2 separate regions of the Mus musculus genome follow, and region 2 is linked to region 1. The links are chromatin contacts, called in public HiChIP or PLAC-seq maps. All regions are on one chromosome and are shown on one strand. Each heading gives the region's core, a stretch centred on a gene start, on an enhancer-like site or on the middle of the called end of the contact. The rest is flanking DNA. Distances are from core to core; before and after follow the strand shown. Region 1 overlaps Cnnm2 (cyclin M2). Region 2 has its middle 24 kb from the start of Ina.

Region 1 (5,900 bases), core at 2,264-4,763:
ATCGTGACAAGTGTCGTGGCTCACGGACTGCATTGGAATCCTAAGGAGCATGGGAGACCATGGCTGCATTGGAATCCTAAGGAGGATGGGAGACCATGGCTGCATTGGAATCCTAAGGAGGATGGGAGACCATGGCTGCATTGGAATCCTAAGGAGGATGGGAAACCATGGCTGCATGGAATCCTAAGTAAGATGGGAGACCATGGCTGCATTGGAATCCTAAGGAGGATGGGAGACCATGGCTGCATGGAATCCTAAGTAGGATGGGAGACCATGGCTGAACAGCAGAAGAGTGGCATTCATTCTCGCTTTCAGAGAGACTGCCATGGCAGCAGAGAGATGCTTTGATGGGATGGCCTGAAGTTTGAAAGTTTATTCAAAAGGGCTATGGCAGCTTGGGAGAAGAAGGCGTGGAGGCTTAGAGCCAGAGCAGACCAGTTCTCACCGAGGGGATTATGAAGTCAGGTGTACTTGGAAGTTGGTTACCTTCCGAGCATAGTGTAGGGGGCAGCAGGTCACAGCAGGATAAAACCAGAAGGACACAGAAGGAGGGCGGAATTCAATTGAGTATGCCAACTCCCACGCGGTTCAGAGGGATGGATCATAAGTGGAGGAGCGGATTGGTAAAGTAGATGATAGGTTTAGCTTTGAACATGTTGGATCTGGGATCCTCGTGGAACAATGAGAGATGACTGACTGAGCATAGGATGTTTCTTAATGTATTTATTCCCTTGGTAGGTTTTACTAGGTAGCCCGCCCCAAGTGCTGGCATTATATTATTAAGCCACCATGCCTGGCTAGATGGATTGGGAGTGGGGTTCATGTTTGCAAGGCTGGCCTTGAGCTCCTGACTCTCCTGCCATCATCTCCTGAGTGCTGGGTATCAGCACGTGTCACTACCCCAGGTTGGTAGATGGAACACTTTTATGTCTAAAGTTTGTAAGGCTGGACAGCAGATGATGATGTATAGGTCTTAGGAGTTTCCAGCCTGTGCTCTGCCTACCTTTATGAAACTATTTTAGTACAAAATCAGAAGTGTGTTTACGAGGAAATAGAAGGAGCTCACGTGACACACAGTGGCTTGAGCCACTCCAGGGCCTGGGGAAGCACTCTGGAAGATATGTTCATGTATTGTATGTCTTTACAAGTCCTGAAAGCCTAATATTTAACAGTCAGCCATGGTTATTTGTCCCACCTCAAGTTCTCTTCTTTTCTGTGCGGTGCTGATGCAGGGATCCTAGGCATTCTAGGATCCAGCTATAAGGAGGATTAAGAAAGGAAGCACTTGGCATAGGCAGAGTGGGGTCTGTCCATCAGGTGTCTGCGGCCACTCTGCAGTTTAGGTAGTGCTAGTCATGCCAGAGTAGGAATGATATCCAGAGTGGCCTGCCACTGAGCCACCCTATGTGGTATATGACAAAGAAGCAGGACCCTTCTTTTACTGGGATGTGTGTTGTGTCCAAGGCCTCTGGTGCTGAAGTCATTCAAGCAGAAGAGTGTGTCATGTGCTAAGCCAAAACCTGGACGATAGAAAAACTTCAGCTCAGCTTGAGGCCAGCTAGAACATCAGCCTGACAGAAGAGCATGTGCAGAACTCCTCCTGTGACACTCAATCCTAGAGAGTTGGGAAGTGAAGTAACAGGCAGACGCAGAATCCGAAGACACCAGCACCTCGGCTGCAGGCAACAGGTGTGCAGCCTGTCGGGAGGCTGGTGAGATGCTGTCAGAATTGACTGCTTGGGTGTGAATCGGGAAGTGTTCCTCCCACAGACATTACTTCTGCCCTATTTCTGGGCTCAGATGCATAACTGCAGAGTTTCAAGAGACATTCCAAGGCAGGAAGTAGGAGGCACATTGAGCTGTCTGTCACAACTGAGTTGATGTCTACTTGTGGGGTTTCAGTGCAGAGCAAGTCCACACTGGAGTGCAGTGTGCAGCTGGACACCTTGGCCAAGGAGAGAGGCCGAGGCTGAGAATTCTGAAGAGGAATCTTAGGGGGCTTTATGTGACTAACAGGGCACGGTGGCACATGTTTGTAATCCCAGAACAATTGGGCAATGGGGGCATGTGGATCAGGGTTCAAGGCTCCACAGCAAACCAGAGGCAAGTCTTTACATGACTGTTGGGGTTCAGTGCACATCAATTCCTAATCAAAATAAGCATGTTACCTTTTATGATTGCACACAATAGAGTGTAGAAGCGCAAGTCTCCATGTTGTTCTTATGGAGCTTACTCTGAAGGACACAACTTGTCAATTTAAACCACAATACCATTGGCTTTTTCCTATAGTTTTTTTTTAATTGGTTATTTTATTTATTTACATTTCAAGTGTCATCTTTCCCAGTTTCCCCTCCGCAAACCCCCTACCATACTCCCCTACCCCTGCCTCAATGAGGGTGTTCCCCCACCCACCTGCCCACTCCTGCCTCACCGCCCTAGCATCCCCCTACGCTGGGGCATTGGACCTCCACAGGACCAAGAGCTTCCCCTCCCATTGATGCCAGATAAGGCAATCCTCTACTACATATGCAGTTGAATATTAGCCCCAAAACACGGAATACCCATGATATAACTCACAGACCATATGAAGCTCAAGAAAAAGGAAGATCAAAGTGTGGATGCTTCAGTCCTTAGAAGGGAAAACAAAATATTTACGGGATGTAGAGGGAGGGAGGGAGAGATCTGAGAGGGAGAGAGGAAGATGGGGGGAAGGGGGCAGGATCACGTGTGGGAGGAGACTGGGGGAGAAGTACAGAGGGTCATGAAACTGAATGGAGGTGTGTAGCAGTGGGGGTGGGGAACTGGGAGTAGCCACTAGAAAGTCCCAGATAACAGGGATGTAAGAGGTTCCCAGGACCCAACGGGGATGACATTAGCCTAAATACCCAATAACGGGGAGATAGAGATAGAATCTGTAGAGACCATAGCCAGTGGTTAGGCAGGGCCCCCAGTTGAGGGATGGGGCCACCCACTCATCTCAAAACTATTAACCAAGAATTGCTCCTGTCTCAAGGAAATGCTGGGACAAAGAGTGGAGCAGAGACTGAGGGAAAGGCCATCCAGAGACTGCCCCACCTAGTTTTTCTAAGAATGTACAAATAACACAGATGGGAACATTCCCTGAATAATATAGATTTTTCTTACTACAAGTAGGGTAGTTTCCATAACCACTTATTACTTACTGTTTTGTTCCTTAAGAGTTAAAGTTCTTCCATAACATAGATGTACTAGTACTTTTTAGACCAGGCTTCTATTGGTGAACACGGGGATATGTATGTGTGTGCATGTTATATGTGTGCACACTCACATGCATGTGTGCATATACGTGTATTAAATATAACCCATTCAGTCTGTATAGAATTGCTTGCATCTATGTTTTCAGGGCTGGCTGTTTGGTATTGGCTAACCAATGGTAAGCTCTTCCCTGGGAAGGCTGTTTCTCCCACTCTCAGCATTCCTTAGTTGTCTGTAGTTCTTTGTCTAGGTTTGAGGCCTTGTGCCCTTGACCCCTTTCACATTAGCATGTCTTTTGGAGTCATTCAAGTTCAGATCCTGTTTAGCCAACCATGTGGATGAGACATCCTGGGTGTAGCTTCTCTGACATTTCTAGGAGATACAGTCTCACAGCAAGCCTCCTGTTGCTTTAACACTGACCGTCTTTTCATGCCCTCTTCCACAGTGACCCCTGAGCCTTCCGTGCAGGGGCTGTGCTGTGGATGGATGAATCCGTTGGGACTGGGGTCCACAACTCTGTGTTTTGATCAGTTATGATTTGTGTAGTGGTCTATCTGTTGCAGAGGGAAGCTTCCTTGATGAGGGGCGAGGACTACACTCTAGGTTGTCTTCTGATCCGCACACATATGCTACAGCATGTGCTTCCCTGCTTTCACGCTTGTGAACATGCACCACATACTATAATAGGCAAATAAAAAAAGTTAAAAAATTGAGTGGGAGGAGATGGCTCAGCTGTAAAAGCATTTACGTTGTTCAACTCTGCCAGCCTGAGTCTGATGCCCAGGGCAGATAGAGCTGGCTCCTGCTGTGGCAGAACTGGTAAAATCATTTGGAGGAGGAAAGACTTGCTATGGCTCAAGGTTTGGGGGGGGTCTCAGCCAGGGGATACTTGGTCCCATTTCCCCTGGGCTTCTGGTGACAGAACATAGCTGGGGCTTCCTCACTGTCATCAGGAAGCACAGAGAGAGCAGGAGGAAGGGGCCAAGGACAAGATGTTGCTTTAGAGTACATACTGTTGGCGCTGGGGGCTGCCAGTGGTTAAGAGTGCTTTCTGTTTATCCAGACAACCTGAATTTGGTTTCCAACACTCACATTGGGTGGCTCGAGACCACCTGTAACTCCAGCTCCAAGGGACCTGACCCTCTCTTCTGACGTGGAGGGCACTTGAATACATGTGCATACATGTGAGATATACATACATGCACAGAGGATTAAATACAAAAAATTTAAACCCTGATATGCAGATTTTTTTTTTTTTAGACTCAACACTTGTTATCCAGAGGGCAGGAAAATCTGTAAGTTCGGAACCAGCTAGGGCTGTATTTGAGAGCCCATCTTTTAAGCGTGTGTCCGGGGCGGGCGGAGGGGGGCAGCATGCATGCACTTGTGCACTCTTTAAGTAAGATCCCTGTCTTGTTTCCACCAACTCCCAATAACCCATCTTCAAATTATGATGTCACCTAGTGGGTTGGTCCAACAGTGAGGTCAGCATACTCGGGATCTAGTCACTTCCCCAAAGCCCGTCTCTGCACACTGCTGCATCAGGGACCATGCCTTCAACATGGGATATTTAATATCCCAAGCATGATTTTGGGAGAATTTTTAGATACACTGAAGGAAAAGCAGGCAGTAGAAGGGTGGGAGGAATGGTAAAGAGGTTTAAAGAAGAAAATGTTGGATTTTAAAACTCGCTGAATTACAGTTTTGGGTTTTTTTTTTTTCCTTCTTCTGTAACAATGAAGTGTTTGAGGTTTCTGGGGACAGGAAGCCAAAGAGCAACATGCCAGGTTTTATTTTAATCATGACAATGAGGAAAACCTTGAAGTGTTTTCGCCCACCCTGGTTTTCAAGTTTATCATGTGCGCAAGATTTGCAGAAGTGATGACCGAGTTAGATAAGATTTTGAATATGAAGGGTTTTTCTTTCCAAATGCAGTATTCAGTGACATTTTAAAAGAAGGTTGATGGCTCCTTTCCTTTGTATTATGGAGTTGTAAAACACAGCAGATTGACTCTGTAGTGACACAGTAGCTCTTTCCACCTTGTTGCAAATCCCATTCACCTGGAAGGACTTCTTCAAAAGGGAAGACCCCAGTAAGGAAAACCCTGGGGTTCCAGGCAGACACAACCAATCCTGGCTTCTTTTGTAGGTGGTAGGGATAAAAAAATCAGTCCATCGAGCTTGGGGGACAAGCACTCTTCCCCGGTGAGCCATTTCCCCAGTCCTGATAAAATTTGTCTTATAATAAAGTTCCTACTTGGTTTCTCTCAGGAAGATTTTTATTTTCTGTGCCAGGCATCAAACCCAGGACCTTGCATGTTCGGGCAAGAGCCCTACCACTAAGCCAGTTTCAAAAGAATTAATGACTTCCTTTCCTAAAATTTCCACTGCTAGGCACATGTATGGCATGGTTTGGTGTTCAGTATTCTTTTGGGTTTTATTTATGGTCTTGGGGATTGAACCTAGGACCTCATATATACTAGGCAAGCATACTACCACTGAGCCACAAACCCAGCCCTGGGGTACAATATAGGTGAGCATAGTGCCTGTGCCTAGAGCATTTTGATCTACCGTGAACTATCACAGCAGAACTCATTTTTATGCATGAAGCTATAATTGCATGCCTTACTTTGACTGTAGAAGGTGAGGTTAGCGGATATAAAAGA
Region 2 (6,381 bases), core at 217-2,716, 150 kb after region 1:
GTGTGTGCGCGCGCGCGCGCACACACACATGTAGCAGCTGGAAGACAATCTCGGGTTTCATCATCAGGCCATCTGCCTCCTTGGAGACTGAGCCTTTTCCTGACTAGACAGCCCCAGGGATCCTCCTGTCTCTGCCACTCCAACGATGGGATTACAAGGGCACACCATCACACCCAAAAATCTTTACATAGGTTCTGGGGATTGAACTCAGATCCTGTGCAAGCATTTTACCAACCGAGCCATCTCCGAAGCCCAAGGCCATTTATTTTCAAAGAGAGATGCAGGCAGGCAGGCAGGCAGGCAGGCAGGCAGTTGGGAGCAGGCTTGGGTATTGGGGAAGTAAGCAGGCTAAAGACAGGACGTTCTGGCCAGAAACCAGAAGGCTGGCATTGCTGAGCCCCAGTGTCATGACAAGATCCGGGGTGTGCCTGACTGAAGTGGCAGTCATGTCGTCACAGGTCGGGAATGGTGAAGTGATTCAAGTCTGGTAGTTCAACATAGTCTCTACATGCAAGGAGCTGAAGCAGGGGGATTGGTGTGAGTTTGAGGTCATGGGTGGGATATGCAGGCAATTACAGATCAGGACAGATTGTAAAATGACATCCTGCTTTTAAAAATATATAATAACCAAGAATCTGAAATAAATGATCCTCAGGAATCAGAAAATAAGTGTCTGGTAAGTTCTGTCTTCGGAGGGTTGAAGAAAAGGCCCAAGTAGGGAAAGTGGCTACAACTCAACCGCTCAGGTCAGGAAATGCTGTGGTCTTGCTTGAACAAACGGTCCTTACGCTACAGCCTCCACGAGAGTCAGTACAACTATCCAAACACAGATTCGCGGGGCCAACAGTGGCTGTGCTCTGGGGCTAAGGAGCTACATTCTAAATTCAGCTGCTCTGGGGTCCAGAAATCATGTCGTTAATGACTCTGAAGATGGTGGTTCACGGCGCTGAGAAGCCGTGCTCACAGAGAGGAAGAACAATGAGTTGGCAGAAATTCTGGTCAGCTCTATATCGCGCTGAGGAATAAGGAGCTCAATTTACAAGTCCCCTCTGGGAAAGAAAACACTAACAAAATGCGTTTTAGAAAGACAAGGCAGTTTTAATGAAAAGGGGTGCCACGCCCTGAAGAGACCCAGGGGTCTCCCCCTCCCCCCCAGGGAAAGTCATTGTGCAGAAAGATAAAACTGTTCTGTACCCATTACCCAGCCGCACCCTCCTGCACTCCTAGGAGACTGCTCTGCTGAGCAGATAAGTAGTGTGGTCTCTAACAACCACACAAAAGACCTGCACAGAGCCAGGTGGGGGCACTGCCTGCTGTAAAGGTCTGCCTGAGTCACCCCTGACAGGAACCAGCTTCTCCTAGCCCTGGAGTTTTCTTCACTATCTGTGATTGGGCTCCCCTAGTCTCTGGGCAAAAGAAAGAAAGAATAAATATTAACTAAAGGTGCAGCTGTGGCAGGGTGCCCAGGCACTCCCCTCCCTTCAGCCTCCTTGCCCCCTGACCCAGAGGCTGGAACCAACCGCTGGGCTCTCAGGTTCATGATCTGCTTGGCTGCTCCTGCAGAAAGAGGGGAGAGGCGAGCATTTCTCTGCATAGCCCTGGATGGCAACCAGCCATTCATTGGCGGGAGGGGCCTTTACAGGTGGCTAAAGTGATGTATAGTCACTGCTGGGGCCTCCTGGACTCAAGTAGCTGACCCATATGATCTCCAAGTCAGCCAAAGCCAAGGCCCACATTCCTTCCATGTGTTACACTTCACCAGTTGTTACATTGTGTTATATTGTGTTACATTATGTTACATTAACCAGTAGCCAGCTAAGCAGATTGTATTCGTCACTGGGTGGTAGGGTGGGATAATTAGAGACCCAGTGATAAATTATTTGTTCAATGAGAATAATAATGCCTGCCTCACTCCTTGGCTATTGAATTAAAGAGATGTTAAAGAAATGAAAACTAAAGAAATAAATTCGTAAGTATTTTTTTTTTAAAAACATCTTTCAGGATGGGGAGATGGCCTTGTGGGTAGATACCCAGAAGCCATTGCAGTAGTGTGCATTGCTGAACTGCGTCCTGCCTTGCCGCTGGGATGCCTGGGCACAGCTGGCATGCAGCTCGGGGGAGGCAGAACGAAGTCCCCAGAATGGTGGTCTGCTGCGGGGTCTGGGACCTATGCCGTGGTTCCCAGTCTCCTATGTACCTGGGCGCCACTGGCATACAGCTGGGAGTCGGGGCACAGGGTCCATGGTCCATGCTTCCCCTTGGGGCATCCATGCACTGGACAGGAAGGGGAAGACAGAGTCCAGGAAGGGCGGGACCAGTCTGATTACAAGTGAGCTCTGGAAGAAGAGAGAGAAGGACTTCTTCGGGAGTTTAGGCGAGGCTCTTTAAGATGAAGGCCTTCCCCGCAGCTTGCTTGGTCATATTGGTTTATTTGATGGTGGATATTAATTGCATACACTTCACTCAGGGTGAACCGGGGATCAAATACCTTTTGCGGGAAGGAGTGCACAGGAAGGGAAGCTAATTGGCTGAACCCTCAGGGGCTTATCTAGGTACCTCATTAGTGTGGAGTACTTGAGGTTTTTTATGCCACATGACTGATCACCACGGTCCTCAGTGGGGTGTTGTGGTTTCTGTTCCAGGGCAGGTAGAGGCGGCAGGGAACGGCTCCGCTCCTGCCGGTCTCAATCCCGAGATCCCTGGGACTTGCGCTCACTCAGCCTGACCACTTCTCATGCCTGCCTGGTAACAAGCTCCCATATGCCCTACAGTGCATCATCCTAGCATTTCTACAGCAACACAGACAGAAGAATTCCCAGACGCTTGTGGGCCACTTACCCTAGGGTTGCACCAGAGAACAAGAGACCCTATTTCAAACAAGATGGGATGCAAAGACCAACATCCAAAGTTGTTTCTGATCTCTACATGTGAGCCAGGGCAGGTGTGGTGCCCACACTCACAGACATGAAAACACACGTGCATGCACACACAAACACACAGACACACCAGACAGATACATGCAAACATATCAATAGTTTTAAAAGAAAGTGGGGGGTGGCAGGGAATGGCTCAGTGGGTAAGAGCACCTGACTGCTCTTCCGAAGGTCCGAAGTTCAAATCCCAGCAACCACATGGTGGCTTACAACCATCCATAAAGAGATCTGACTCCTTCTTCTGGAGTGTCTGAAGACAGCTACAGTGTACTTACATATAATAAAAATAAATAAATCTTTAAAAGAAAGAAAGAGAGAGAGAGAGAGAGAAAGGAAGGAAGGAAGGAAGGAAGGAAGGAAGGAAGGAGGAAGGAAGGAAGGAAGGAGGAAGGAAGGAAGGAAGGAAGGGGAGTGTGGTGTCTCGTGCCTTTAATCCCAGCACTCAAGACACAGAAGCAGACAGATCTCTCTGTGAGCTCAGTGCCATCTGGTCACCGTGGCAAGTTGTAGGTCAATCAAGTGCTACATAGTGAGATCGCAAAAATTAAAAAACAAATAACTAGCCGGGCGTGGTGGCACACGCCTTTAATCCCAGCACTTGGGAGGCAGAGGCAGGCGGATTTCTGAGTTCGAGACCAGCCTGGTCTACAAAGTGAGTTCCAGGACAGCCAGGGCTATACAGAGAAACCCTGTCTCGAAAAACCAAAAAAAAAAAAAAAAAAAAAACCCAAACAAAACCAAACCAAACCAAACCAAAACCAAAACAAAAAAAAACCAAAAACAAATAAATAGATTTCTTAAAACCTTGAGTAATACATTTCAACTCCTGACCTTTAGGTCCTGACACTCACCACGCAGGCTCTGCTTGCAATGATCAGCACTGCGACCTCTATTCAAAGTGTTCCACTAACCAAGACCTTGGCTCAAATCCTAAGTTGGGCAAGGGACAAGCTGTTGGTCAACACTGCCCCCTAGTGGTAAATTTACCAACTGCACAGAGACCGGCCACCAGTCTTTCTCTGGGCTCACTGGGTAACTCCTGGAAAAACCTTAAACTCCTTGCCCCCGAAACAGCCTTAGGCTCAATCCCAGCCAAGAGCCAGTCTGCTCTCTGTGTGGCTTATGTCTTTGTACTTCATAAGTGGTACTCATCCGTACTTTAAATCTTTAGCAAAATCCTGTTCAGATCCTGACTCGTCCAAAAGAACCCTGACCCTAATCAGCCCAAATCTCCCCAAACTTTCTTCAATGTCTCCTTTATTGGGTTAGTTGCCTGTATGAGTTATTTCTAAACTATAGAGGTGTATATATATATATATATATACATATATATATACACATATATATATACACATACACATATATATGTGTATATATATATATATGTATATATAATTCCCGTTTTACAAAACTGTTCGAACAGTTTTCAGAGCCTGAGCTAACTACATATATTCTTTTTTTTTTAAGATTTTTTTTTAATATGATGTGCACACTTCAGACACACCAGAAGAGGGCATTGATACCCATTACAGATGAGCCACTGTGTGGTTGCTGGGAATTGAACTCAGGACCTCTGGAAGAGCAGTCAGTGCTCTTAACTACTGAGCCATCTCTCCAGTCCGACTATGTATATTTTTAAAGAATCATACTTTTGAGTGCTTAATGAGGGCCAGAACCAGAGCTGGGTACTTGCCCATACACGCTCTCAATTATGTTTTGTTGTGATAATTATTATTCTGGGGTTGCTACACCCCCTTGTTGTCTTTGAATATTAAGGGGTTTCTACTCCACTTCAGACCATATTGTTCCCAGATAAAAGACACAGAAATCTTCAGATTTACAATGAGCTTAAGGGCACTAGAGCTGGCTGGGCGTGGTGGCGCACGCCTTTAATCCCAGCACTCAGGAGGCAGAGGCAGGCGGATTTCTGAGTTCAAGGCAAGCCTGGTCTACGAAGTGAGTTTCAGGACAGCCAGGGCTATACAGAGAAACCCTGTCTCAGAAAGAAAAAACAAAAAAAAAACAAAAAAACACTAGAGCTGGGCTGGTGAGATGGCTCAGTGGGTAAGAGCACTGACTGCTCTTCCAAAGGTCCCAGCAACCACATGGTGGCTCATAACCACCCATAATGAGATCTGACGCCCTCTTCTGGTGCATCTGAAGACAGCCACAGTGTACTTGTTTATAATAATAAATAAATCTTTGAGGGGAAAAAAAAAAGAGCACTAGAGCTGGGCAGACACCAATCCTCTGTGCTGTTTTGTCTGCTTCCCTGGTGCTGTTCCCGGGGATATCACTGGCCGTGCTCCACCTGGGCCATGCCTACTCCATCAGGCCAGCCCTCATGGCCACCTACACAGTGGTGTCTTCTTTCCTTCTCCTCCTCCTCATGGTCCTACCTCAGACCCCAAGTCCGGGGATCTTTGCTGTGTCCCCTACCCTCTGCCCAGCCCAGGCTATAGGTATCCTTATTATAATCAGTGATAACTTGGGGGGGGAGGGCACAAGGTTTGCACAACAAAAGCTGGTGTATGTGAGATTCACTCATCTTGGAGTAACCAGGTCTTGGGATACAGTATTTAGCCTTTGAATACATAGTAGCACCAGACCAACCCCCTATAACTTTCCATGGCCACTTTAATGCAATTCTACTGCAAATTTGCTACTGTCTCAATTTATAGCTGGAAAAAGGAAACCTCAGTGACTTAATGTAGACCACACAGCCAGGGAGAAGTGTAGGTCTAAAACCATACGCTAACAACGGCGGGTACAGAGAACAAGTCAAATCTCCTGAGTCAACTCTCGCGCCTGCAACTGAGAAAGAATTCAAAACCCCCTGAGTTTGGAGAGTGATGTACTAGGCCGTTCTTAATGAAGACACTGAAAGGTGAGCCTTTGAATCCGGTCCAGATTTCCAGGAAATCCGGCCCACATTTCCAGGAGATGCTTTAAAAGCTCCAAGCCATTAACCACCACCTCCTAGAGAAGGAATAAGCATTCTAATTAATTTCTTTAAAATAAATTTAAGTGGGACAGAGAGATGGCTTGGAGGTTACAAGGACTTGTTGCTTTTACAGAGGACCACACATGGCTCACAACCATCCTTAACTCAGATTTCAGGGGATCCGAACCCCTCTTCTAGCCTTCTCCAGCATCAGGCGCTCACATGCTGGCGCATACACATATACCGAGACAAAAACTGCTCATACATATAAAATAAGTATGTAAGTATTTTAAAAATCAAATAAACGTCTGTGTTCTTTAGACAGGTGGTACACGCCTGTAACCTCTGCAATCAGAAGGTGGGGACAGGGAGATCAAGAGTTCAATACCAGCTCAGGCTCTACAAAACCCTGTCTCCAAAGTGAAAAAAGAGAAAGCATGCATGTGTGAGCAACACTATAAAACACTGAGCATTTTGTAGCCACCAATAATTTGTGAGAAGCAG

What was found. HiChIP or PLAC-seq counts read pairs in DNA pulled down with a chosen protein or histone mark.
Region 2: an H3K27ac HiChIP or PLAC-seq map of embryonic stem cells shows a contact between it and region 1, with 2.4 times the contacts expected there. The contact joins two enhancer-like sites. A contact is called at or near these places in 1 of 484 Hi-C or Micro-C datasets (erythroid progenitors) and 3 of 115 datasets of contacts at active chromatin or transcription factors (embryonic fibroblasts and embryonic stem cells).

Annotation. Positions count from the first base shown.
Region 1 is chr19:46,832,773-46,838,672 of GRCm38.p6, forward strand. All of the region lies in intron 1 of Cnnm2 (cyclin M2), which reads left to right. Among named protein-coding and RNA genes, the nearest start is that of Cnnm2, 74 kb to the left of the region's middle. Within about 2 kb of position 3,514, at least 17 of the 459 cell types and tissues checked have an H3K27ac peak or open chromatin away from gene starts, as enhancers often do. A contact at or near this core is called in embryonic stem cells, where this site is marked.
Region 2 is chr19:46,987,450-46,993,830 of GRCm38.p6, forward strand. It overlaps a transcript of Nt5c2 not described here. Among named protein-coding and RNA genes, the nearest start is that of Ina, 24 kb to the right of the region's middle. Within about 2 kb of position 1,467, at least 127 of the 459 cell types and tissues checked have an H3K27ac peak or open chromatin away from gene starts, as enhancers often do. A contact at or near this core is called in embryonic stem cells, where this site is marked.